Regions from separate parts of the Oryctolagus cuniculus genome. Here region 2 is linked to region 1. A link is a contact called in public Micro-C data. All regions are on one chromosome and are shown on one strand. The core of a region is the stretch at or near the end of the contact, and the rest is flanking DNA. Distances in the headings are between cores, read along the strand shown.

Region 1 (4,232 bases), core at 1,040-3,539:
TGGTAATACATAACAAGAGACTGAAAGTTTATATTGGCAAATGCTCTGGGAGTGAATTGGAGTGAGAATCAAGTAGGTCAGCAGTAACATGTCTGGCAGCAATGCAGCTTCAGAGGGGCCAAAGCAAGTGGTGGTCAGGCTTTGCCATAAAAAATGTTGGTCATAAAAGTACTCTAATTCCTCTTTGTCATCTTTCAAATTTTATTTTTTGAAAAGGGATGGGGAGGGGGGTGAGATCTCATCTGCTGTTGTATTCCCCAAATGCTTGCCACAACTGGGATTGGACTGACACCAGAAGACGGGAACTCAATCCAGGTCTTTTTTTAAGATTTTATTTATTTACTTGAGAGGTAGAGTTACAGTGAGAGGGAGAGACAAAGGTCTTCTGTCCACTGGTTTACTCCCCAAGTGGCCACAATGGCCGGAGCTATGCTGATCCAAAGCCAGGAGCCAGGAACTTCCTCCCGGCCTCCCACGAGGGTACAGGGGCCCAAGGACTTGGGCCATCTTCCACTGCTTTCCCAGGCCACAGCAGAGAGCTGGATTGGAAGAGGAGCAGCTGAGACCAGAACCAGCCCCCATATGGGATGCCGGCACTGCAGGCGTAGGATTAACCCACTGCATCATGGTGCTGGCCCTTCAATCCAGGTCTAGTGTGTGGCACGGACCCGACCACTTAAGCCACTACCTGATGCCTTCCAAGGGGGCACAGCATCAGGAAGCCGGACTTGGAGTAGAGCCAGGACTCAAACGCAGGTGTAGCAACAGGGGATCTGGGTGTCCCATTACTGCTGTGCCATCTTAACTGAGGTAATCTTTTAGTGATTAAGAGCTTTTCTGCTACCTTATTTCTCTTCCCTTCACTTTTAAAGATGGTTTCCAAAAACTGAATAATCATATAAATTGTCAGAACAGCAATTTTTTCCATGCAACTAAGTGTAATATGGCTCCACAGCCCATTCTTGTTTACTGCTATTTCTGTTTACTGGACGTCATTCGAGTTTTAAAATGAGTTTAGTGTGGAGTGAGCGTTTGGTGTTAGATGCCCCTGGCCCATACTGGAGTGTCTAGGTTTGACAAGGAGCTCTAGCTCCTGCCTCCAGCTTCCTGCCAGTGCAGACCCTGCAAAAGTAGTGATGATGGCTCAAGAAACTGGGTTCTTGCCACCCACGTGGCAGATCCGAATTGCACTCTCGGCTCCAGCCCTGGCTGTTGTGAGCATTGGAGAGAGAATTAGTGGTGCTGGAGTATCCTCCTCTCTCACACACCCTTTCAGCTCTTACCAGCCCCCTAGCTCACATACCCAGGCCATTTCTTCTACAGTAGAGTGAAAGGTCAACCACGAAGTCTAAGCTGGAAAATGCACATTATTGGCCGGCGCCACTGGCGCCGCCATAGCTCACTAGGCTAATCCTCCACCTGCGGTACCGGCACCCCGGGTTCTAGTCCCGGTCGGGGCGCTGGATTCTGTCCCGGTTGCCCCTCTTCCAGGCCAGCTCTCTGCTGTGGCCAGGGAGTGCAGTGGAGGATGGCCCAAGTGCTTGGGCCCTGCACCCCATGGGAGACCAGGAGAAGCACCTGGCTCCTGCCATCGGATCAGCGCGGTGCGCCGGCCGCGGCGGCCACCGGGAGGGCGAACCAACGGCAAAGGAAGACCTTTCTCTCTGTCTCTCTCTCTCACTGTCCACTCTGCCTGTCAAAAAAAAAAAAAAAAAAAAAAAAAAAAAAAAAACCCACAATGAGCAAACTACCAGCATGTTAAGGTCACTAAGCTCAATTTGTAGTATTTGACTGTCGCTTGGCCACGGAAAGTCAGACACGGCAGCTCTCAGCGGAAACGCGAAGGGACCACGACTGGACTGCAGGCCTCTGCGTGTTCTGCAACGTCGCGGGTTTCTCTAGGTGGCCAGCCCTCGGCCCTGGCTCATCCCGGCAGCATTAGGAGGCCGGGGCGGGGCTACGCTCGCATTCGCGTTCTCCGCCGCCTCCTGGCGTTGTGCTGGGAACGCTATCGCAATTGCATTAAACACTTGAAGTCGGCCGAACTCGCCACCGGGCGGCGTCGATCCAGCGCCCGGAACGCCCGAGTTCCGGAAACGCGTTTGCAGCGGTTGTGGCCGGCACCATTTCCACGGAGCACGCCTGTGACTTCCTGTTTCCTCTTTCGCGAGCAGAGCTTCCTGCGTGCACCGGAAGTAATCCTAGGGCTGGAGGCCGTCGGCTGGAGCGCCGGGTGAGGGCGGGCGGAAGCGAGGACGCGCGCCGTGTGCGGGGCCGGGTGCGGGGCCGCGTCCGTGTCTGGCTGTTCCCGCGCGGGCGGACGCGCGTGCGGGGTGTTCCCAGCCCACGTGCGTTGCTGGGTGGGAGCGCAGCCCTCGGGAGAGCGCGCGGGCACCGTGGTGGGGCGCCCGGGGTCCCCGCGGCGCCTTGCCCTGTGCTGACGGGAATGGACCGGACTTGAGTCTGATGACAGCAGCAGCCGTCGCGTCTCGCTGTGCACGGGCGACGGCCTCGGGGCTGGGGAGGCTCGGCAGTGAGTGGGTGGGGTCTCGTCTCTGCCCCGAGCTCGCGTGTTAGTGGGATTTGAGAAGCCCGCGGGTTGAGGTGGAACTGACCACTTTTTGGACGGGTTGGAGGAAAAGGAAGTTAAGTGGGCTCAGAGAGACTCGCAGGTGTGTATGTTAGTGGGGGGGGGCGCTGCCGGACGCGCGGGATGGCGCGCGGGTGCGGGGTGCGGGTGCGGGCGGGGATGACGCGCGGGTGCGGGGTGCAGGCGGGGATGGGGCACCGGGCAGGGATGGGGCTCCGGGCAGCGCGGGAGGGGGGGGGGGTGGAGCGCCGGGCAGCGCGGGGTGGGGGGGAGGGTTGGGGCACCAGGCAGGGATGGGGCACCCGGCAGGGGTGGCGCCCCGGGCGGCGCGGGGACAGGGGTGGAGCACTGGGCAGTGCGGGGTGGGGGGGATGGCGCCCCGGTCAGGGATGGCGCCCCGGGCAGGGATGGGGCACCCGGCAGGGGTGGCGGCGCGGGGAAAGGGGTGGAGCGCCGGGCAGCGCGCGGGGGGGGGGGGGGGGGCGGGGATGGCGCCCCAGGCAGTGCGGGGACAGGGGTGGAGCACCGGGCAGGGATGGCGCCCCGGGCGGCGCGGGGACAGGGGTGGAGCACCGGACAGTGCGGGGACAGGGGTGGAGCGCCGGGCAGCGCGGGGTGGGGGGGATGGCACCCCGGGCAGGGATGGCGCCCCGGGCAGGGATGGGGCACGGGCAGCGCGGGGGCGAGGATGGCGCGCGGTTGCGGGGTGCGGGCAGGGGTGGGGCACCGGGCAGGGGTGGCGTCCCGGGCAGGGATGGGGCACCGGGCAGCGCGGGGGCGGGGTGCGGGCAGGGGTGGAGCGCCGGGCAGCGCGGGGGCGGGGTGCGGGCAGGGATGGGGCACCGGGCAGCGTGGGGGCGGGGATGGCGCGCGGGGGCGGGGTGCGGGCGGGGATGGCACCCCGGGCGGGGCGGGGACAGGGGTGGAGCACCGGGCAGTGCGGGCAGGGATGGGGCACGGGCAGCGCGGGGGGGGGGGGGGATGGCGCCCCGGGCAGGGATGGGGCACGGGCAGGGGTGGCGTCCCGGGCGGCGCGGTTGCGGGGTGCGGGCAGGGATGGGGCACAGGCAGCGCGGGGTGCGGGCAGGGGTGGCGCCCCGGGCGGCGCGGCCCTTGCCCTTGCCGTGGGATGTAATGCGCGCTCTTCTTTCCCTTCAGGACCGGCAGAGGTAGACTGAGAAGAGCAGCCATGTTTCGGAGGCCTGCGTTACAGGTAGCCGCTGCCGTCGCCCGGCGCGGAGATGGTCCTTGTCAGCGCTGGGGGAGGCCCCGGGAGCTCACTGTCCCCTCCTGACGGGGCGCGGAGGGACTTGGCCGCAGGTGTTGCAGTCTGTCCGCGATATGGGGATCCGTGTGTAAGACGTGTGCTTGCGCCCGCGTCAGCGACCGGCGTCCTGTGAGGGCGGTGGGTCCCGCCCCGACCCGTCCTCCTTAGCGATGCGCCCTCATCTCCCTGGGCGAGGCGCTCGCTGTGTCCACTTCCCTCTCGGCACCGCCGGCCCCGTCAGCAGCCATGCGGCCAGCCTGTGCCGGCCTGTGCCGGCCACACTGCAGGCCCGTGGTCTCCCTCACAGCACCTCCTGACGAAGAACCCGCCTTCCGTGGAATTGTTGTCACCTTGTACCCACTTCTCACCCACTCT
Region 2 (4,232 bases), core at 1,021-3,520, 110 kb before region 1:
GCGCCGCAAGGCGGAGGATTAGCCTAGTGAGCCGCGGCGCCGGCCAGATATGCACTTTAAAAAATTGTTCGGCAACAGTGTGGACGAGAGATTGCATATGAGTAGCTAAAGGTGAGGGCATGAGATAGAAGATTGCTGTAACCGCAGGGAGAAGCGATTAGGTATAGACTGAAGTGCTGAGTGTTACCAGCAGAGGGTGCATGAAAGAGCTTACGGAGGGGGAACGGGCAAACGCTGGAAGAATATGGGTTTGCCAGAGTTTGGTGTGAGGCGCTAGAGTTTTGTAACTAGAGTTTTCTATCAGTGTGAGGGTTAGAGTAAGACCAAGTGTGTGCAGAAAGACGAAGTTTTCAGTTTGGTTCACACTGAATTTGTCAAGCCCACGGTACAGACAAGTGTGGGTAGAGTTGTGATTCAGGCCTGGAATTCGGCAGAGGTCTGGGCTGAGGAAATCCATGTGGATGTCTCTGAGTGCAGCTGTGGCATTGACACTGTGGGGGTGGTGAAGTTACCACTGCTAACAGCTGGCCAGGAACAGCCCTGAGGAATATGAGCATTTAAAGGGCCAGAAAAGACGACGAGGGCGTACTAAGAGCAGATCTAGGAGGGGGCGCTGACATAGAAGCCCACAGAAGTGAGAATCCCAGGAAGCAGCAGCAAGTGTGTGACTACAGACAGGACAGTGTCCACTGACTCGGCAGCCTCCAAGCTGGTGGCTTCCAGACTGGGGAGGCTGCAGCCATGTTTAAGAACGCTCAGGAACGTATGGGGGACGAGGCGGCGGCAGCGGCAGCGAGCGGAGGCCTCTCAGGCCAAGGAGTTTGATTTGCAGAGAAGGCGAAAGTTCTAAGTAGGGGTCGGTGGAGTGTTGCTTTTTTGATTGAAGAAATATCCTTGCCTTTACACTCCTAAGCACAAGAATAGAGTGGGAAGAGGTGAAGAAAAAGGAGAGAGGAAAGCATGAGTGGTTTGGTAAGGCCCACGCCAATAGAAGTGTGTGGGAGGGATCTTAGCCCTGGGCTGTCCCAGGACAGGAAGGGACACCTTCCTTGATGCAGGAGAAATAGAGAATAGGTGCTACAATCTTGCTTTCATCTGCAAGTTACGGAAGTTCTCTCCTGTCCCTGCTACTCTCAGGGAAGTGCTGAGAAGGAGGTGGGCGGTGGCGGGGGTGGGGTTGGGGGAAACATGAGAGAGCAGGTTCAGGGGGATGATCAAGCGGCTCTGAAGCCCTGAGACCAGGGATCTGTGGGGACCAAGAATTTGGGTGACTGGACGGATTCCCGAGCCGTGACGTAGTGACAGGTGTCTCCACAACTGGGCTTCTTGGCAAGTGCATTATGAACGAAAACAAGGGCCAAGGAAGCAACAGGAAGTAATTAACAAGGCGCTGAGAAAAACAGAATGGCCAGCGAGCGGAATTCCCAGTGGGGTTAGCATCTTCAGGGGCCAAACAGTAACATCCCTGTCCTCTGCCTTTGCATTCGGACCGAATCATGCAGTCGTTCCTAGGAACCCGGCAGATGGGGATGGAAAGTGTCAGTTTTATGCATGTCGCAGGAGGGAGGGACACAGTTTCGATGCAGGGTCACAACCTGACTTCCTGGTGCCACAGACTGGACTCGTCCACTGGAAGTGGCTTCTCCAGGGCAGAGACCACCGCAGTGAGCTTCCTGTGGGAAGCCGCAGCAGAGGCGTGCCTGGAGGACAGCTGCTGGCAGAGGGGCGGGAGGAAGGGGCGGGGCCGTGGGGCAGAGGGGCTGGAGGAAGGGGCGGGGCCGTGGGGCAGAGGGGCTGGAGGAAGGGGCGGGGCCGCGGGGCAGGGAGGAAGGGGCAGGGGCCGTGGGAAAGAGGGGCGGGAGGAAGGGGCGGGGGCCATGGGGCGGGGGCCGTGGGAAAGAGGGGCAGGAGGAAGGGGCGGGGGCCGCGGGGCAGAGGGGTGGGAGGAAGGGGCCAGGACCATGGGGCAGAGGGGCCGGAGGAAGGGGCGGGGGCCGTGGGGCAGAGGGGCGGGAGGAAGAGGTGGGGCTGTGGGGCAGGAAGAAGGGGCTGGGGCCATGGGGCAGGGAGGAAGGGGTGGGGGCCGCGGGGCAGGGGGCAGGAGGAAGGGGCTGGGGCCATGGGTCAGGGAGGAAGGGGCAGGAGCCGTGGGGCAGAGGGGCGGGAGGAAGGGGCCGGGGCCATGGGGCAGAGGGGCGGGAGGAAGGGGCCAGGGCCATGGGGCAGAGGGGTGGGAGGAAGGGGCCGGCCGGGACCATGCCTCAGCCCTCTGGACGTGGGCAGGAGTAAGTGGTGAAGCTGAGACCTGCTTCTTACTGTTTGTAATTCACGCCATGGAAGCTTGAGAGGAGGGAGAAGTTTACCCTGAGACTCTGGGTACGTGGGATGTGGGTGTGACTGGAGAGTAGGAGATCAGAATTTTCGCTTTTCAGGATGTAAGGGCCAGGGTGTGGCCACGGGAAGGGCTGGCCTGGTGAGTCAGAGCCGCCGTCAAGGGGTGAGGCGCAGACACCATCAGGTGACTCAGGACGACACTGGGCCGGGGGCTCCCAGAAGTAGAAAACAGACTGCAACCTGAGGCTGCTGGGCTTTGGAGCAGAGGCGAGAAGCCTTGGGCCGACTTGCAAGCCTGACCAAGCCTGGCTGGCCTCTGTGATGTGGGTGCAGAAGTGAAGTAAGTGCCGGATGCAACTGGCTGATTTCATTGTTGCGTCACCACGGATAGCGTTTTTAGGGGATGACTTTATTCATGGGTTTTTGGACCAGTGTAAGCAGTGGTTATCGGTCCACTTGGATTTCCTGCTCTGTGGTAGAGCGGTGGTGGCAACAGCCACGGGGTCTGTGGTTCTCAGAAAGGAACTGTCGCAGGAAACGACACTTGAGTCCATGCACCGAGAGGTGGCCCCAGCAAGTAGAGCTAGAATATCGATGTTTGCAGAGACAGACTCCCAGAATGAAGAATCGTGTGTGACGAAAGCTTTTCTCTTCTCATTTAAAGGAGTGGCCTCAAACGCATCAAGCCTCCATCTCGTACACGGGTCCTACAGTGAGACCACCCAGTGAGCCAGAAGGGACCCCTCCCCGGCCGTCTTTGTACAGGAGAATATTGCGAAGGCTCGCGTCATACTGGGCACCACCTCCGGAAGGTGAGCAGCGTGGTGACGGAAGGGAGATGAGAGCGCCCGAAAGCAGACCCCCAGAAATCGGTCTAGAGCCTTAGCTAGCACCGAGGTGGACCTGAAGGGTCGTTGAAGGCAGCCTTCCGTGTGCCACCAGGGTAGGCCCAAACGAGGCCCCAGCGATGGGCCCAGGAGGCTGTGCACTCTCCCTGACACTGACGCTGACGCCAGCACAGCTACTTTTGGTGTGGGTGTTGCAGACACATCCCACTTGGAGCCTGGCTCCTTACCCGTTGTGTCTAAGAAGGGTGAGGGACGGTCAGTAGAAGGGCTGGTGGAGCTGAGTGGACTGTGCTGCTAGTGGGTGGTGAGTTGTTGGTGCAAGAAGTTGACTTGTGCCTGTGCGTCTCCCACAGCCCTCTCCCAAGAGGTGAGCCTGCAAGACTGGAAGGAAGTACAGCTGTCCACCATTGAACTGTCCATCACAACACGGAACAGCCAGCTTGACCTGACGGTGAGTGTGCTTTTGCTTGAGAAACATCTGGTGTCTGGGAAAACTGACCAAGGCTACGTGTTCTTGCACTGATTGATTTTGACCCTGTGCAGACAGAGAGGAACCGATCAGGAGAAAAGGGGTGTGTGTGGCTGTCAAGGAGTGCAGAGGTGCCGGGGAAGCTCCGTGGGCTCTGAGTTAGAGTTCTGGCCGTTGCGTAGTGGCCTGTACAGATGAAAAGTTACCTACTCCTTGGGGCCGGTGCTGTGGTGGAGTGGGTGAAGCCGCCACCGGCAGTGCCGTCATCGCATGTGGGCACCAGTTCATTTCCGGGCTGCTCCACTTCTGATCCAGCTCCCTGATGATGCACCTGGGAGAGCAGTGGAGGATGGACCAAGTGCTGGGGCCCTGCACCCACGTGGGAGACCCGGAGGAAGCTCCTGGCTCCTGTGCCGTTTGGGGAGTGAACCAGTGGATGAAAGTGCTCTCTGTCTCTCTCTTGTTCTCTAACTCTGGATTTCAAATAAATAAATCTTTTTTTTTTTTTAATTTATTTGACAGGTAGAGTTATAGACAGAGACAGAGAGAAAGGTCCTCCCTCCTTTGGTTCACTCCCCAAA

The links. Hi-C and Micro-C count contacts between places; a contact is called where the count stands out from the background.
Region 2: a contact with region 1 is called in a Micro-C map of ear pinna, with 2.5 times the contacts expected there. The contact joins the enhancer-like site here to the promoter of SSBP1 in region 1. A contact is called at or near these places in 2 of 6 Hi-C or Micro-C datasets (ear pinna and an unstated tissue).

What each region holds. Positions count from the first base shown.
Region 1 is chr3:182,339,276-182,343,507 of mOryCun1.1, reverse strand. SSBP1 (single stranded DNA binding protein 1) reads left to right here and starts at 2,289. Exons shown (of 7, transcript NM_001082131.1): 1 at 2,289-2,672; 2 at 3,749-3,803. The coding sequence starts at 3,780.
Region 2 is chr3:182,450,664-182,454,895 of mOryCun1.1, reverse strand. AGK (acylglycerol kinase) reads left to right here. Exons shown (of 14, transcript XM_070071403.1): 10 at 2,999-3,146; 11 at 3,536-3,633. Among named protein-coding and RNA genes, the nearest start is that of DENND11, 63 kb to the right of the region's middle. Within about 2 kb of position 2,270, at least 4 of the 8 cell types and tissues checked have an H3K27ac peak or open chromatin away from gene starts, as enhancers often do. A contact at or near this core is called in ear pinna, where this site is marked.